2 separate regions of the Hordeum vulgare genome follow, and region 2 is linked to region 1. The links are chromatin contacts, called in public Hi-C maps. All regions are on one chromosome and are shown on one strand. The core of a region is the stretch at or near the end of the contact, and the rest is flanking DNA. Distances in the headings are between cores, read along the strand shown. Region 1 holds the start of LOC123397538 (probable ethanolamine kinase). Region 2 holds the start of LOC123397549 (hypersensitive-induced response protein-like protein 1).

Evidence for each region. Hi-C and Micro-C count contacts between places; a contact is called where the count stands out from the background.
Region 2: a Hi-C map of seedling shows a contact between it and region 1, with 2.7 times the contacts expected there. The contact joins the promoter of LOC123397549 here to the promoter of LOC123397538 in region 1. A contact is called at or near these places in 3 of 6 Hi-C or Micro-C datasets (leaf and seedling) and 1 of 1 datasets of contacts at active chromatin or transcription factors (embryo).

Annotation. Positions count from the first base shown.
Region 1 is chr5H:432,721,229-432,726,690 of MorexV3_pseudomolecules_assembly, reverse strand. LOC123397538 (probable ethanolamine kinase) reads left to right here and starts at 1,936. Exons shown (of 11, transcript XM_045092065.1): 1 at 1,936-2,222; 2 at 2,390-2,481; 3 at 2,972-3,078; 4 at 3,399-3,504; 5 at 3,738-3,860; 6 at 3,983-4,074; 7 at 4,394-4,478; 8 at 4,624-4,729; 9 at 4,821-4,884; 10 at 5,280-5,372; 11 at 5,458-5,462. The coding sequence starts at 2,071. It overlaps LOC123396828, which reads right to left and starts at 773. Exons shown (of 3, transcript XM_045091634.1): 1 at 307-773. The coding sequence starts at 773.
Region 2 is chr5H:433,117,549-433,123,036 of MorexV3_pseudomolecules_assembly, reverse strand. LOC123397549 (hypersensitive-induced response protein-like protein 1) reads left to right here and starts at 1,940. Exons shown (of 7, transcript XM_045092081.1): 1 at 1,940-2,072; 2 at 4,144-4,344; 3 at 4,777-4,897; 4 at 5,053-5,241; 5 at 5,352-5,488. The coding sequence starts at 4,156.

The DNA.
Region 1 (5,462 bases), core at 687-3,186:
GGTCCTCTCACAATAGCAAATTGGGCTTGCAAAATCCCAAATGCTCTCTCCACATCTTTTCTAGCAGCTGCCTGAGCATTGTGGAAATCAAGATTTTTCTTACCTTCCGGCTTTTTCAACGGCTTCACAAAGGTTTGCCACTTTGGATATATGCCATCCGCTAGATAATAGCCATAGTTGTACGTACGACCATTTGCTACAAACTGCACCGGTGGCAACTCACCATCTGCAATCTTATTCATCAGTGGTGACCGGTTGACACCATTGATATCATTTAAAGATCCAGGCATTCCAAAGAATGCATGCCAAATCCAAGTCTCCTGATCGGCCACCGCTTCAAGGATTATAGTGGAGCCCTTTTTTTGGCCGTGGAATTGCCCATGCCATGCCTTTGGACAATTCTTCCAACTCCAATGCATGCAATCTATTGAGCCAAGCATGCCAGGACAGCCGCGAGCCTTGTTCATCGCCAATAGCCTTGCGACGTCTTCAGCAGTGGGAGATCTCAAATACTCCTCGCTAAACACTTGCACAATTCCCACTGCAAAGCACTTGACACACATGATGGCTTGACTCTCACCCATAGCCAAGTGATCATCAACTAGATCAGCCGGGATACTGTTTGCCAACATACGCAATGCGGCTGTCACCTTCAGAAAGGTGCTATGCCCGAGCTCTCCGGCGGCATTCCTCCTTTGCTGAAAAAACCGGTCATGGCTCGCTAGTTTCTCTGCAATGCGCTTGAACAAGTCTGTGCTCATCCTAAACCGGCGACGAAAATACGACTACGGGTATGTGGGATTCTCCACGAAATAGTTCTTCATCAATCTGTTATGGGCATCAATCCTATCTCTCCAAATTTTCTCCCGACCCATAACCGAACCACCGTGCTTCGGTTTTTTATTGATATGCATAGCTATGATCATTGCAAGATCCTCCTCCTCTTCCATATCAAATTCTTCTTCGGAAGAATCATACGACGAACTCATCTACAATGTTCAATACTATACTATAAAAACTACCATTCAAAACATGCACCAAATTCATAAGTTTGGAGCAATACTTACCTTGTAGGCGTTTTGTCGAACACCTTGCGGGCGCGGCGCGGCAGCGAGCTCTCGGGCGCTGTTCCTCGGACGTCGGAGGTGCGCGAGGGCCGGCCGGACTAGGAGGGGGTGGGGCGGAAGCGCGGCGGTGCGGGGAGGCCGGGGAAGCGCCTGAACGGTCGCCGGGGGGCGCGGGCGGCGCCCGCAGCGGAGACAGGCCGGGGAAGCGCCTGAGTGGCCGCCGGCGGGCGCGGGCGACGACGGCGGCGCGGGGATAGGCGAGGGAAGCGCTGAACGATCGCGGGGGCGCGAGCGGCGGCGGCGGCGCGGCCGGATGGGGGGAGCGAGCGCGGGAGAGTCGCGGGTGCGGGAGCCGGCGCAGCAAATAAGGGGCGCGGGATTGCGTTTCGGTCAGCGAGCTGAACTGGAAATGGCGCGCGCCCGCTGGAGCTGCCAGCCGCGTTGCGCGCGCGCTAAAACTGCTTTTTTTACGGTGTGACGCTTGTATGGCGCGTGTTGGAGATGGTCTAACAAAATCACCATCCATCCAAAATATCTCGAGAGAAAAACAGAGCCGGCATCGCCCCAAATCCAGACAGCCCCAGCGACAGTGAGCAACAGACAAAGGGAGGAGGGCCCCCCATCACGTGACTGTTGAGCGGGCCCGTACAAGCCACCGAATCCTCACCGTCCATCACGCCACACAAAAGCCCGTCGCTGTCCCATCCCAGGGACCACGCGATTGCCGCCACGGGCACCCTACCCGGTGGGTAGGTCGGTGGGGCCTGGGCATCAGCTGACGTGGGCGGCCCCTCCTGGCCTCCCCCGCCACGCGGCGGGTGGCGACTGGGCCCTATAAATGGTGTCCTCTGTTCGAGGCCCCGCATTCCTCCACCACACTTCCGTCCCTCTCCGATCGCATCGCATCGCATCGGCACCGAATCGCCTTGAGGCTCCCACCAGAATAGCCCCGCGACAACGAGCTTCCTCGCGCGAGCGAAAGGATCGCCCGGAAGCGAGGGACATGGGATCGGATGGCCGGAGCTGGAGCGGGGTCGCCGGCGGTGCCGGCGGCGGCGGCGAGGAGAAGACGAGGGCGGCGCCGGCGGAGGTGCCCACGTCGGCCGCCGCGGTCGACATCTCGCTGCCGCTCCCCGAGATGACCCCCCGCGTCATGCAAGTCCCCTGACCCCTCTCCCCATTTTGCTTCTGCGCGCGCGGGTGTATGAACTGACGGTGTTTGGAGAAATGCCTAGTAGAGAGCGACAGGCGCCGCTGCCCCTGATTATTTCCCCGCTTCCCGTTTTGTTTTTCTAATATAATAAGGTTGCTTGCTTCTCCAGAGATCTCTGCAAGGAGTTGGTGAAGGGGTGGTCGTCCCTGGACAGCTCGTGCTTCTCCATCTCGACGGTGTCCGGCGGTATCACCAACCTGTGTGAGTTCTGCTCCTTGCCAGTGGCATGGCTTGCGGCACTGTCCTGGCTCCTGATCCATCTCCCTCACATGACTACCTGAGCATGCTTGAAAGAGGAAAAAAACAGAGGCTATGTAATTATAGTAATTCTTAGGCAAGGCAGTTGCTTGAATTGTCCACACAGACCATGCCATAACTTAATGACTGCACTTTAATGTTTGCTTGCTGCCACACTTTGCTCATCGTTTCAGATGTGGCACTAGAACTTGATTGCATCTGGCAGCCTTTTTGAGACCATACACTCTTTATCATCAGTGTTTTGCACTCATTTCTGCTTCGAAAACACTCCTACTATCATTGCATCCGGAGTTCAGGACCCATTATTTTAGAGGCGTTATGAAATAATAACCGTTTCTATGAGCAACTGTACATAATTTACTTGTGAATCATAGATACAGCAATAATACCTAAATGATTATCTTATATTGTTCGTGATGTTCATGACCTGCAGTGCTGAAAGTATCTGTCAAAGAAGGCACGGATAGTCAGTCTTCTGTGACTGTTCGGCTGTATGGCCCAAATACAGACTTGGTGATTGATCGGGAGAGGGAATTGCAGGTGAGAGTTTCAATCATAGTGTATGAAAATTGTTTGTGCTACTGGCATGTAGTAATATTTACCTGCATTCTGTAGTGTTCCTGTGATTGATTGTCCATTACAGTATTGGTTTATTTGTTGGTGCTTTCTTAGTTGTGGTTCAGTTTAAAATTTCTGAAATGCAATGGTCATTTCCTTCCATAGAAATAGTACCTATGCCATAACACTCGAAGTACCTCATTGTTACATAAAACTAAGTTGTCAAGTAAACCGAGTATTCTGTTGTCATTTTTGGGGCTGAACTGTTTCCTAATGCATACATCTATTACAATCATGGTTAGGCCATACCATATCTCTCAGCTGCAGGGTTTGGGGCTCGGTTACTTGGAGTATTTGAGAATGGAGTGGTTTCGTCATTCATCCATGCTAGGACACTAACACCTTCAGGTAGGCATTTTTATATTCTGCACAATACAAATGGGTGATTTCATTGTCTACTTAATGGAGCGATTTATCTTTTCTCATTTTCTATCTTTTCACACGGTAATTTGAAGTGATCTGTGGTTTTAGGTATATACTCAGTGGTTGTTATTTTGCACCCATAGGTGTGTAGAGACTGGAGAGTCTGCGATAAATGCTTCTGCAAATAGTGTGTTTATTTCCCTTGTTCTGTTTTTCAGACATGAAGGAACCTAGAATAGCTGCTGAAATTGCCAAGCAGCTACAGAAATTTCATCAAGTAGATATACCGGGATCAAAAGAACCACAGTTGTGGAATGACATATTCAAGTTTTTGAAAAAAGGTTACATTCCCAACCCCGAATTTGTTTTGGATATTTCATTTTGGAATTGGTTACTTTTATTTCAGTCTCATCATGAATGACATTACGTAATGTTGTTGTGTGCTGTGAACTATTTATCTTAGCTTCCGTATTGAAGTTTGAAGATAACGAGAAGCAGAAGAGGTATGAGACGATCTCTTTTAGAGAAATACAAGATGAAGTTAAAGAACTTAAGGTACTTTGTTATAAGACTTACCGTCATGTACTATTGACCACTGCAGCAATTTGAGTGCACTTCAGTTTCATATTCCTAAAGGAGTACTCCCTCTGTAAACTAATATAAGACCGTTTAGATCACCATTTTATTGATCTAAACAGCCTTATATTAGTTTACAGAGGGAGTTTTTTTCTTTCTAATTTGGCTTTGTCACAAAGGCATATTACGTATTCATGCTATTAGATTAATCCTATAGCACAATCATTCAATCAAATGGCTACATGACTGTTTGCTAAATTGGTATCCGTGAATATAATGTCTTGCTGTCCTCTTATAGGATCTCTCCGATCTTTTGCATGCTCCTGTCGTTTTTGCACACAATGACTTGCTATCGGGTAATCTGATGCTAAATGATTTGGAAGGTAAATATCACATTAGCTTGTCACCTTCTCTTGATTGTTTAGTACATTATGCTTTCATACTTAAGCTTTCCTTTTGCCCGTTTTGCAAAGGCTTAGATTGTCTCTCTGTTTGTTGTAATATTGTCTTCCCTTTTTTGTTTTGCAGAGAAGCTCTATTTCATTGATTTTGAATATGGATCATATAGCTACCGTGGCTACGACATCGCAAACCATTTCAATGAGTACGCGGGCTTTGATTGTGACTATAACTTGTACGTTCTCTTCTTGCTGGTTGAATAGTCCAATGGAGCTTTGGTCTTTGCTCTTGCCTAGTACTAATGTTTATTTTGTTGCTTCATTTAGGTACCCAGATAAAGATGCACAGTACCATTTCTTCAGGAATTATCTATCCGATAGACCAAGTGAGGTATGTGAATTCAATACATTATCTTCTCTGGGCAAAACCAACTGAAAGGTATTCATAGGTTGTGCAGGTTTTGTCTCCGTGGAAAGAAAGATATTCATAAGTGCCCACTACTGTAACTTAGATGGTGCTCATTCTAAGAGTAGCTTTGTTTCTCATTTTGGAATTAAATAGAAAAACACCAGGTCATGTGCTACATGTACTTTACATCTTATAAGTTAAAGATGATTTGCATCTTTTTATGAGAAAAGTAGGATACTTGGCATCCATACAATACAAGGTAGGAAGACATTCAGAGTGCTACTGAGAAAACAAGTGTCTTCCTCGAATAGCAGAACATAGATAATTCTCGCGTAATATACTTTCACCATAACAATCTGACTGTCCTTTTACCGAAGGTCCAAGAGCAGAATCTGGATGCCCTTTATACTGAAACAAACACCTTCAGATTGGCATCGCACGTCTACTGGGCATTGTGGGCACTCATTCAGGTAAACACCATTAATCTACTTTTAGCACATAGGAAGAGTGCCATGCAACTGTCATAACAAAATATGTGCTGTAATCTAATTGCAGGCAAG
Region 2 (5,488 bases), core at 691-3,190, 400 kb before region 1:
CCTCCTCCCCTCCCTCCCTCTTATATATACTAGAGGTTTTAGAGGTGAGGGCTAACCCTAATTGCCACGTGCTCCCTCTACTTGTGTCTAGATTTGTTTCTCCTCTAGTCTAGTTCGGCGGTGCTTAGGAGAAGCCTTACTGGATTAGTTCACCACCACCACCACCATGCCGCCGTGCTGGAGAACTCATCTACCTCTCCGCCTCTCTTGCTGGAAAGAAGGCGGGGATCGTCATCGAGCTGTACGTGTGCTGAACACGGAGGTGTCGTCCGTTCGACACTAGATCGGGATGGATCGTGATGGGATCGCGGGACGGATCGTGATGAGATCGCGGGACGGGCTGCGATTTGGATCGCGAAGATGTTCCACTACCTCAAACGCGTTATATACGCTTCGGCTTAGCGATCTACAATGGTATGTGGATTAACTCTCCCCTCTCGTGGATGATCATCACCATGGATAGATATTGCGTGTGCGTAGGAATTTTTTTGTTTCCCATGCGACGTTCCCGAACAACTACGTGCACGACGGGACGTTGCCGCAGGACGTTCACGACGGTCAATTTCTTCATCCAGTCTTACACCTCAGATTTACATGTGATAAAGGGTCATGTGAACACTCCATTGAGGCCACACGTGGCTCGGCTGTCCTCCCAATGGATCCCTCCGCCGGTGCTCCTTTTCAAGGTAAATGTTGATGTTGCTGTGTCACTGAATCAGAGACGAGGGGTTGCTGCAGCCATATGTCGTGATCACAATGGAATATTCCATGGGGCGTGAGCTATTGTCTTCAAAGGTATAAATGGTCCAACAACACTTGAAGCATTAGCGGTGCACGAGGCCTTGACCCTGGCGGAAGATCTCAATGCGCATAAGATATACTCCCTCCGTCAGAAAATACTTGTCCTAAAGATAAATAAAATGATGTATGTATAACTAAAATAAGTCTAGATACATTCATTTCGAAGACAGGTATTTCCGGACGGGGGGAGTATGTGGCTTGAGATTGCAAGGTGGTGGTGGATGATATTAAGCATGGAATCTGCCAAGCTATGAAGCTATATTACATGAGATTATAGACCATAAAAACTCATTTATATTCCGTACTTTTGTTCATGAGTTTAGAAGCTCGAATTTCAAGGCTCGCAATTTAGTGAAGCACGTTATTAGGTTAGGGATTTACCATCATGTGTGGTTAGGCAATCCCGATGATCTTGCATTTATTTCTATAAACATTGATCAGAGTTAAATAGAGCTTCGCGAGATTGTCTAAAAAAAAAAGGCTATAAGGCACTTTTTGTAGGCTGACCAAAATCCAGTGTACCATATTCTTTGGAGAAATGCGGCACCATTTTTGTGGCCATGGCAAGAAAAAAGAAATACTATTTGTTTAGACGATTCTGATTTCTTTTGTCATTGCCAACTCTTCCTAGTCTCGACAACGTCGACCAACTCATCATGAGTAGGCAAAACCTTGACCACAGTTTTGGTTAGCAAATACTACTAATATCTGTCAGAACAAACTTTAGATAAAACAAAAAAAATTACAGTAGTTTAGATGACAAAATGGCGTGTTGCTTACCGGAACCATGACGAGCAGAGAAAGGGATCAACACCGCAACTGACCAGCCGAAACCACGGGCTGGCTGGCAGGTAATCTCGGATCACCCACCGGTCATTGAAATTTCAAAAGCAGCACTAGCCTTGGAGGGGAAGACGGTCGCGTGGGCCCGGAGCGCAGGGTCAAGAAAGCGGAAAGAAAAGGACGGAGAAAAAGACTCCCCACGTTCTTATCTGCAGCGAGCTGCCCGTTGTTGCTCCTGCTTTCGCTCCGCCCGCCGGCTGGCAGCCAACTGAAATCCGGTACCAGCGCTACTCTCCGGCGCTAATCGCGATGATTTTCGCAGTAGGGGGGTCTTGGACTCCTCCGCTGGTCCTCATCCACAATGCCGACTATTTAGGGCCGCGCCGCGGCAGCAGGGAACACAACAGACGCCGTCCTCACTGCCACTGCCACTTCACCGCTCCCACCTTTCCCCACTCGTCTCTTCTTCTCCAAGCCCCCGGACGGAGGTAAAGAACCGTGGCCACCCCAAAAACCCTCGTTTCTCCCCCGTCCTTCTTCAGTTCTTCCTCGTTAGCTGACTATTTCTGGGTGAGATCCGGGCATTTCGTTGTGGTTCCTCTGCTCTAGGATTCCGCTCCGCTTCTTGGTAGGGGAGGGCTCGACCTTGACGGCCCGAGCACATCGATCTCCCTCTCTGTTTTTCATTTTTTTTTCCCGTTTTGTGTTCCTGTTCTCCTTCTCTGCTTTTGCCCTGCCCTGCTTCTTCGTTTGATGTAGTCTCTAGTCTAGTACGGAGTATTTGCGTGTCGTCGATGTCCTCAACCCGCACCACATCTCTTGCGCAATTTCTCCCGTGACTCTTTCTTCTTGTTCCGTTGCCTTTACCCTCTCTGCTTTTTTTTTGTTTGGAAAAAACCTAATGTTCAGGATGGATTTTACCCTGTTTTTCTCCACACGCTGTCTCTTTCTTGATGTCTGGTGCGACGACTCCAAGGTCTAGTCGTCCTCGATCTCTATCCTCTGCGATTTCCTCGTAATTATATAAATTGGAAGTTGCTGCAGTTTAGTCGTCTGGACTCTGGACGACGACTGTAGCGTGTGCGCGTGTACTAGTTGCTCCCAGTCCATATATTTTCCCTCGTTGGGTGTAGCATCAAATCTTATCCGGGTGTCTTTTCCCTAGTTTTCTCCTTATTAGATAATTAAGTAAGTACTTTTTGTGGATGCTTTGCTGCCGAAATCACTGAACTTTTGTGTGTGGTATGAGTAGGATCATAGAATTTTCTGCCCGTGGCCCCTCAAATCAAATAATAATGATGGCAACACCATCACTGAACCTTAAGCATCCTGTCGATGTCCAATCTAACTGTTCCTGTACGCCATTGTCTGCCGATTTGCATATATCATATCCCCCTGAAAGTGTTTATAATACTCAAGCATGCAAGTGGGGCATTAGTCAGTCAGTGCTTAGGGTCACTCCCTGATTGGTTCTGGTTCGTGTCTGTACAACGGGGTAATTGTAACATGGTGTAGGCTGTAGCACGTCGTTGCTTATAAATAGAACCGCAGACACCTCTTCCCTGCCCAAGTAATCACTCCACCCTGTCATTTGGCCCTATCCTAACACAGTAGCACGAGCCAATCATTATCTCTTTTGTCCTGCCGTTTCAAGTTTCAGCTTGGGCAAGTTCTGTTGCATACCTTGCATTCTTCTATCGTTTGCTTTCTAGTATTAAACATGTTCTCAAGAATTGCTTTTAAATTCGATATTGTCATATATGGAGTGGTTAATATTTGTTAGTTCTTTCGGCTTTCTTGTTTTCTGGAGCTCTACCGAAAGCCTTTAAAGTCGTTGTATTATGTATATGTATGCTAGTCATGTCTGAAGCCTTATAATGCTTATAAACGAATTAAATCATGTTGCTACTACTATTTTGTGTGTGGTGGGAGTGGGACCATAGATTAGTCTTCCGATTGTACATCAATCCTTTGGAATCAACAATGGTTTCAGGAAGAGCAGTTGCATTCTTTAGTATCTTACTATTGTCTAACCTGAGTGTTCTGTACGCAGTTGTCTCCTTTACAGTTAGCCTATGGCATTATGCATTTCTGAAAGTGATTCATATGTTTGTAAGTTAGCTCAAACGCCCAAGTGGGTGATCAGTGAATTGCTTAGGATGCGTATACTCATGCTGATTGGTCTCATTTGTCTCCGTCCAAGTGGATACAGATAACAACGGGTATAATTGAACAGGCTGTAGACCTGTAGTGTGCCCTTGCTTATAGGGCGCATTGCAGATACCTGCCTTCATTGTAAAGATCCAGCTTATTTGTCATTTGGCCTTATCCTTGTACCAGCTGAGCTTTTCTCTTTTGCCCTGCCAATTCAAGTTTCGGTTCAGGCATGTTCTGTTGCATTCTTCTATTGATTGCTGAGTATTGTTATTAGTATTGTTCTCAAGAATTGTTACTTCTTTTGCAGTCCTATTTTTGTGGTGTTCTACAGAAAGCTCTTATAGTTATATGTTCATCTCTGCATCTTTGTAATTTTACAAAAAAATAAATGTTTTTCTCTAGGAAGCCTGCAGTATGGGGAATCTGTGCTGCTGTGTTCAAGTCGACCAGTCTACCGTGGCCATCAGGGAGCAGTTTGGGAAGTTCGACAGTGTGCTTCAGCCAGGATGCCACTGCCTGCCTTGGATCTTTGGGAAGCGTGTAGTTGGCCATCTCACACTCAGGTTGCAGCAGCTGGATGTGCGCTGTGAGACTAAGACAAAGGTTTGTCACTCTATCTTAAACACCTAGTTAAATGGATCGTTAGCTTTCTCTTATTTCTGAAGAAAATAATGCCATCATTTTCGTCCCAACAGATATTTCAAAGCTTAACGTTGCATCTTATAGTAGTTTTTTTGTAGGTTGTAAATCACACGAATCCCTATTTGTAGAAACATTGATTTTCCTGTTACCTTCCATGTAAAATGAACGGCACTGGAAGTTAAATATATAAAAATATAGACAGTGAGTTGCTTCCCACAACTTCTAGATTTGAGCATTTTGGTTTGCCATCTGGATATAATCCTAGAATGACTACCACATGAGATTAAGAAACTTATTCATATAACTATAATTACTAATCATTAATACTGTGTTCTGTATTTTCTTCTGCTATTAAAAATTATCGTGATGTTGCTGACATGTGAAGTTCTACAGGACAATGTGTTTGTCACTGTTGTTGCATCAATTCAGTACCGACCTCTGGCTGGCAAAGAAAGCGACGCGTACTACAAACTGACCAACACAAGATCCCAGATTCAAGCCTATGTTTTTGATGGTAGGAGTTCTTTGTAATAAGTGAAGATTTCTATATGCTATTTCAGTAGCTTAGTAGTATATTCATATCATCACTGATACAACTGACTGTAACTTGTTCACCATATCCCACTATTCCTGTATCCACTAATTTGGGGCACTGATTGATATCTGCAGTGATCAGGGCAAGTGTTCCGAAGCTCAACCTGGATGACGCTTTCGTGCAGAAGAACGATATAGCAAAGGCTGTGGAGGATGAACTTGAAAAGGCTATGTCAGCATATGGCTTTGAGATCGTGCAGACCCTCATTGTCGACATCGAGCCAGATGCGCATGTCAAGCAAGCGATGAATGAGATCAATGCAGGTTATTTGCTAAAGTCCTGACATGATGAAAGTTTTGGACACACGAAATACTTAAGTCTGACCTCCATCATATTACTGAGATTGTGATCTGATACTTTGTGCGTTTTGCAGCTGCAAGGATGAGGGTGGCTGCAAACGAGAAGGCAGAGGCTGAGAAGATTGTCCAGATCAAGCGTGCTGAGGGCGAAGCAGAAGCCAAGTACCTGTCCGGCCTAGGTATCGCCCGCCAGCGCCAGGCCATTGTGGAT